Linked DNA regions of Mus musculus: region 1 is linked to region 2. The links are chromatin contacts, called in public Micro-C maps. All regions are on one chromosome and are shown on one strand. The core of a region is the stretch at or near the end of the contact, and the rest is flanking DNA. Distances in the headings are between cores, read along the strand shown.

The links. A called contact is a pair of places that touch in the nucleus more often than the background predicts.
Region 1: a contact with region 2 is called in a Micro-C map of macrophages, with 23 times the contacts expected there. The contact joins two enhancer-like sites. A contact is called at or near these places in 2 of 15 datasets of contacts at CTCF or cohesin (CD8 T cells and the NIH/3T3 cell line), 5 of 484 Hi-C or Micro-C datasets (bone marrow-derived macrophages, macrophages, nephron progenitors and 1 more), 5 of 115 datasets of contacts at active chromatin or transcription factors (CD8 T cells, Th17 cells, bone marrow-derived dendritic cells and 2 more) and 1 of 9 other capture datasets (embryonic stem cells).

Annotation. Positions count from the first base shown.
Region 1 is chr5:53,508,274-53,510,973 of GRCm38.p6, forward strand. No RefSeq gene overlaps it. Among named protein-coding and RNA genes, the nearest start is that of Gm40304, 37 kb to the right of the region's middle. Within about 2 kb of position 1,373, at least 122 of the 459 cell types and tissues checked have an H3K27ac peak or open chromatin away from gene starts, as enhancers often do. A contact at or near this core is called in the NIH/3T3 cell line, bone marrow-derived macrophages, macrophages and 2 more, where this site is marked.
Region 2 is chr5:53,401,466-53,404,165 of GRCm38.p6, forward strand. No RefSeq gene overlaps it. Among named protein-coding and RNA genes, the nearest start is that of Gm40303, 140 kb to the left of the region's middle. Within about 2 kb of position 1,421, at least 109 of the 459 cell types and tissues checked have an H3K27ac peak or open chromatin away from gene starts, as enhancers often do. A contact at or near this core is called in the NIH/3T3 cell line, bone marrow-derived macrophages, macrophages and 2 more, where this site is marked.

The sequences.
Region 1 (2,700 bases), core at 123-2,622, 110 kb after region 2:
GCTTTGTAGAGAACAGAGGAGAGGAGAGAAGTAGGGTTAGACAGGCCAGGTGAAGTGCTCTTTGGAAGTCTGGGGGAAACATGGTGTTGGTCTAGACCGGATGAGAAGCAGAGTTATTTTAGAGTAGAATGGGTGGGTCAGAACCACCAAGCTTTATGGGATCTCCTCTCTCCCAGCCACATATTTAATTAGTCATATTGAGAAAGGCAATACGGAAAGTCCGGGCTTTATTGTGGCCTGAAAAAAGTCATTTTAAAAAAGAAGTCAACCTTTATAAATTATTCCAAAAGGCTCCAAGGAGGTTTTGTTGAGGAGGATAAAGGAAACTTACACTGATTGGTACTGAATTCGCTCTGAAAATATCCCTTCCTTTTCCATTCAGCTCTATGGTCTCGTGGCCTTGAAGAACAGCGCTGGTGTAATTTGGAAGTTTTACTAGCCTCTGCATGGAATATGTGGCTGTGCGGTTATTTCAAGTATTCTCAGTCTGTTTTTTTTATGGTCTGAGCTATTTTAGCCAACAGTCCATTGCTAGGAGGACAGAAGCCCAATTAGGGTCTTCAGGAATCTTAGGACCCAGCAACTTGGATGTAACTCACCCTGACCCCGGCCGGAGTTCAGGGCAGAACATCAGTCTTCTACGAATAACTGGGGAATGGGCTTCTAAGCCACAGCAGAGAGCCCTTCATCTTGGTGATGCTATTTGCATTCAATGTAAAACTTAAAGTGGATGGAAAATTTGCCTGGCTGGAAAAAAAAAAAAAAAAACAGCAAAAATGCATCCCAAGTATTTGGTATTTTCATCCAATTCCTTCCACTATGACATATAACTTCTGAATTTCCACCTCCCCTCTAAGGGTCTGTCTGCTCCGTGGCCAAACTCCGCTCAAGGTTTGCCCTGGGTTGGAACTGACCTTATAGTATTATGGGTTGACCTGATCTGCCCTCACTGTTCCCTCAGAGAACTAAGCTCAGGTCTTTGGATATGTGTGGCTTCTACAGAGCGTTAGTGGTGTTGGGCTTGGTGATCTATTCTATAAATTCTCCTGCGTAGGAGATCTGTGCTCAAAGGCACTGGGAAAGGCAAGCAAAACAGAACAGGGCAGGCCCTCTCTGCTTCATTGAAAGGCTGCAGGCTCATGCTGATGGAAGTGCTGTTGATCACCCACCCTGAGCTTTGTATGGGGAACTGGGGAGACATGAGCAAATCTCACCTCCTGACCTTCAGGGTGGGGTTGTCCCTAGCTCTGGAGCTGGGGCTCCGTTCTGTTTAAGTGAGGATTTATTTGGGTTAGGAGACTCCATGGTAATCAGGATGCCAGTCCCCACCCAGCTACGTGCAGACAGAGCTCCCTACCGCTCATGGGGAAATAACCACAGACGGATTCTGGATGATGTAACCTAGAGAGAATCGAGCAGATGATTCTAGCGACGGAAGTGAAAGTTGATCCCGGCCCTGTGGCCGAGCTTTTGGAAACTCCCTGAGAAGCACCCTGTAGTACTAAGAACCCAAAGGACACATTCCAAGTCCAAGCAAGGTCACAGCACCAGGCTTGGTGGACTCTGCTGTTCTCGGTGCTATTGTCACAGTTTTTAGATGTGCAGTTCCCTATGGGCTGAACGTCTCATCACTGTGCAAGCAGTCCCATGTCTTCTCTGTCATGCCCTCAGTCTTTTACACAGTAGCCATTTAACAACCCTCATAGCAGAAGGAAAATCAGCTTTTGCTAGGCAAAGGCCCTAGAAGGGTTTCTATATGGGGGTGGGACAAATTGGCCACAGAGATGCCAAGAGATGACACCCTAAGGAGCCATAGACCTAGCAGCACAGTCTGGTGGCTTCTGCTCACCAGCCAATGTACTCAGAGTGAGCTCTTGGAGAGCTCAGAAACAGCTGCAGGGTAGGTGTCCCTGCCTCCCCCGCTCTGGGCTCTCCATTTCTAACTCTCAACTGGAAAGATACAGAAGTCACGGAGAGCTAACCTCATCCCAAAAAGGACTTGGAGAAATTTTCAGAGATAATAGTGTTAGATAAAGTAAATTTAGGAAAAAAAAATTAAAATAAGGGAAAATAAGGATGGAACTTCAAGTTGGGGGTCAAACAGAGGGGGAAGGAATTCTACATTCTTTGTTATGTCACGAGGAGATGGTCCTTATGGCACTGGGAAGCAAGAATTGCTAGTCATCCATCTATAACTATGATAAAATAAAATAGACAGCTTCAGAAGAGGGAAAGCTTGCTGGTTCTTGGTATCAGAGGGATTACTCCATGTCTGCTTCATCCTGTTGTGACTGGATGTGTGGCAGCACAGTGCATCTGGAAGCAAAATGAGAGGGAGGAAGAAGTTGGGGTCCTATTATCCCCTCTGAGACCTGCCTCCGATGACCCAACTTCCTCCCTCTACACCCTGCCTCCCAAGGTTGCATCTCATCCCATAGTACCACAAACAGTTTGGTCTAAAACACATTGGTCTGGCAAGGGCAATCCATAGGTGGCCTAAAGTACAAGGGATGGTGACACTTGTGTGTTTCTTTAGCCCCAGAATACTTGGGAACATAGATGAGGCCAAAAAATATGCCCCAGGAAGGGACTATCTTGGTATCCATGATACCCTGAGGTTTGAAGTGTTTCTGCCACTGAGCACTGGGTAACCAGACAAGAGTCCACATTCCTACTCCTCATCTGACTATGGATACCATT
Region 2 (2,700 bases), core at 171-2,670:
GGATCAAAAGTGGAGTCACACAGGTCTCCAGTGTCTAATATAATTAGGCTGATACACTGTTGAGACCAAATGATGGCTTTTCTCTTTCTTTTCCTTTCCTGCATGTGCACATTTATTTGAAGAACTTTGAATACGTAGAAGAGGACAAGAGACCTACTCGGTGTCAGTGTTCATCCAAACAGCTTACTCTATTCTGAAACTCAGGTTTCCCTCTTTTGCTTCCTTGCACCCCATAACATCATTACTTGTAGATATCAAAGAAGAGCTGTGTCTTTGAACGTACACAGAAGTCAAGGCACATAGATCACACTAACTTCACATAACGAGGAGCAGTAATCCCCCTGTCCCTTTCCACTGAATAATACCTTCTTTGGTAAATCCTTTAGAAGTACAAACATGCATCCAATCAACTCCCTTTGAAAACATGCCCCAAATAAATTAGCTGCCTTAGAAACCTATTAACCCAAGCAGCTATTAGGTAATAGACATTTCTAAATTAAACTTAACTTTAGATCTCTCTTCTAGAGATCTTTAAATCTCTAAAGACTTTAGAGCTCTTCAGTGATCATCGATTTATGGGGATGTTAATATTCACTTAAAAGACTAATAACAGAATGGTTTCCTTCTTTCCCTGTCAAACACAAGGGCCGATTTTTGATGAGTGAAAATCACCTCCTATCTTAGCCATAACATCCCCAAGGTGCGACACCTGAAATGACACAGCAGAGACATAAATCACAGAAATAGAAACTCATGAAATGACAGCTGACAGTGGTAGACACTCTTGCTGTTGCTCACACCACATAAGAGAGAGAAAGGGCATCTAATAAGCCTCCATTTGTTTCCCTATGAGTCAGTGATGCAAGCCTTGAGTTTCTCACAGGCCCCATCGAAAAATCTAGAAGCAGAAAGCTTCAGTATTAGATTCACACAGTGGGAAGAAGACTAACAAAAGATTTTTTCTCAAAAAGAAGTCATCTAGATGTCCCTGAGCAGACCAGTTAATGTTACCATCCTCGAGGTGAACACAGAGTCTTAGCTAGAGGATAACAGACAGGGTCCTAGAGTTAACAGAGGAAACGCCCGGGTGCATGACCATAACTATCTTTAGCTACATCCATCCGGGTTAGAGAGAAAGCCTAGGCCACTGATAACAAACATCTCTATTTCCATCTGCTAACATCAGACCCAGAACAGAGAGGCAAGGGGAAACCCAGAGTCTTTCCCTTTGTCTACAAATGTATCTGCTAGATGCATTGCTCGAAGCCTCGAGTAGCCACAAAACCATAGAACCTGCCAAGCCTTGGAGCTGGAAAATTCTAGAAGAGGAAGCTGCTGTTAAAGGGAGTAAAATGACTCGCTTTACCACACTACCCTTCACCGCGTGTGACTTGAATGGAAATAGTCTTTTTCTGACATAAATGAAATCAAACCGAATGAGTGTGCTATGTGTCAGCAGATGCTGCGCCCCATGCAGCTAGCTCATTGCCTAACAGAGGAAATGTGGATTCGTAGAACTAGCTTCCTACTTTGAACACTATTTTTCCTGTAATTGGGTAAGGCCGGGGGCAAACTCTGGTCAGAGCCTGCAGAGATAAAGGGAAGCTGTGCAAACACAGACACATCAACTGCAGGCCCAGTGAAGACTTCCAGAACATGTACCACTGCAGGATGATATTAAGCATGGCCAGCATGGGAGAGGCAGTTTAGACATACAGAACAAGCTTAAGACACATACAACCTTTTCCTTCAGGAACAATCGAAACAACTCTAAGAGATCATCAAAGATCAAGGACAGGACTGAGATGTTCAGGCCTCAAAGCAATTGCCTTGCAAACCTGAGAACCCAAGTTTGATATGTAAAACTCATGTAAAATACATAAATGAACACCACACACACACACACACACACCCCAAATGCAATACTGATCATGATCCCCCCCCCAAAAAAATACTTGTGAAATCATTGGGTATTGGAAAAGTCAAGGGCAGCTTGGCTCATCTGAGAGTCAGTAGGAACTTGGAAGTTTGGGTTGGGGCAACAGGTAGAAGAGAGATGTCCTGGGAATGTCTAAACAGGGACAAAGTTTCTGAGGTGGAAACTAGTGTGCCCCTGAGGAGGCTGGTAGAGAGAGAGTGCCCCGAAAACAGGGTTTGAAGACATATTGGAAAATAGCATTGGATCTGGATCTGTAGGGGATATTACAGCTGAAGTAACCAACCAGAGACAGGGTTCTAGATACAGTTCCTTGGAAACGCCCCTCTCTCTGGGTGTTTGAGATAAATGACAGGTGGGCATCAGCCAGAATCATCCAAGTGTCATGGATTCGCCTTCATATCATGATGGTCCCCAACCTCTGGGCCAGATACTGGTTAAAATGAGCACTGAAGTGACAGCGTCTTCTTTATACCACCACTCCCAAATAGAGAAACTACTACTGTTTTAAAACCCCTTTCTACATCAAAGGTCCTAATTCAGTGTCAAATCTACTAAATATTGATAAAGCTTTGAAAATTCCTTCTCTTTTAACCTTACGCCAACCACCACCACCCTCTCTGCATCGTCCCTCCCTTACCTGTTAACTCTGACTACTGGTCCTTAGATGTCATCCACCTAGCTTGTCACTTGTTGGGTTGGAGCTTGCTGGCTAGGCTAAGCTGGCTGGTTAGTGATGCTCAGGGGGATCCTCCTGCCTCAGC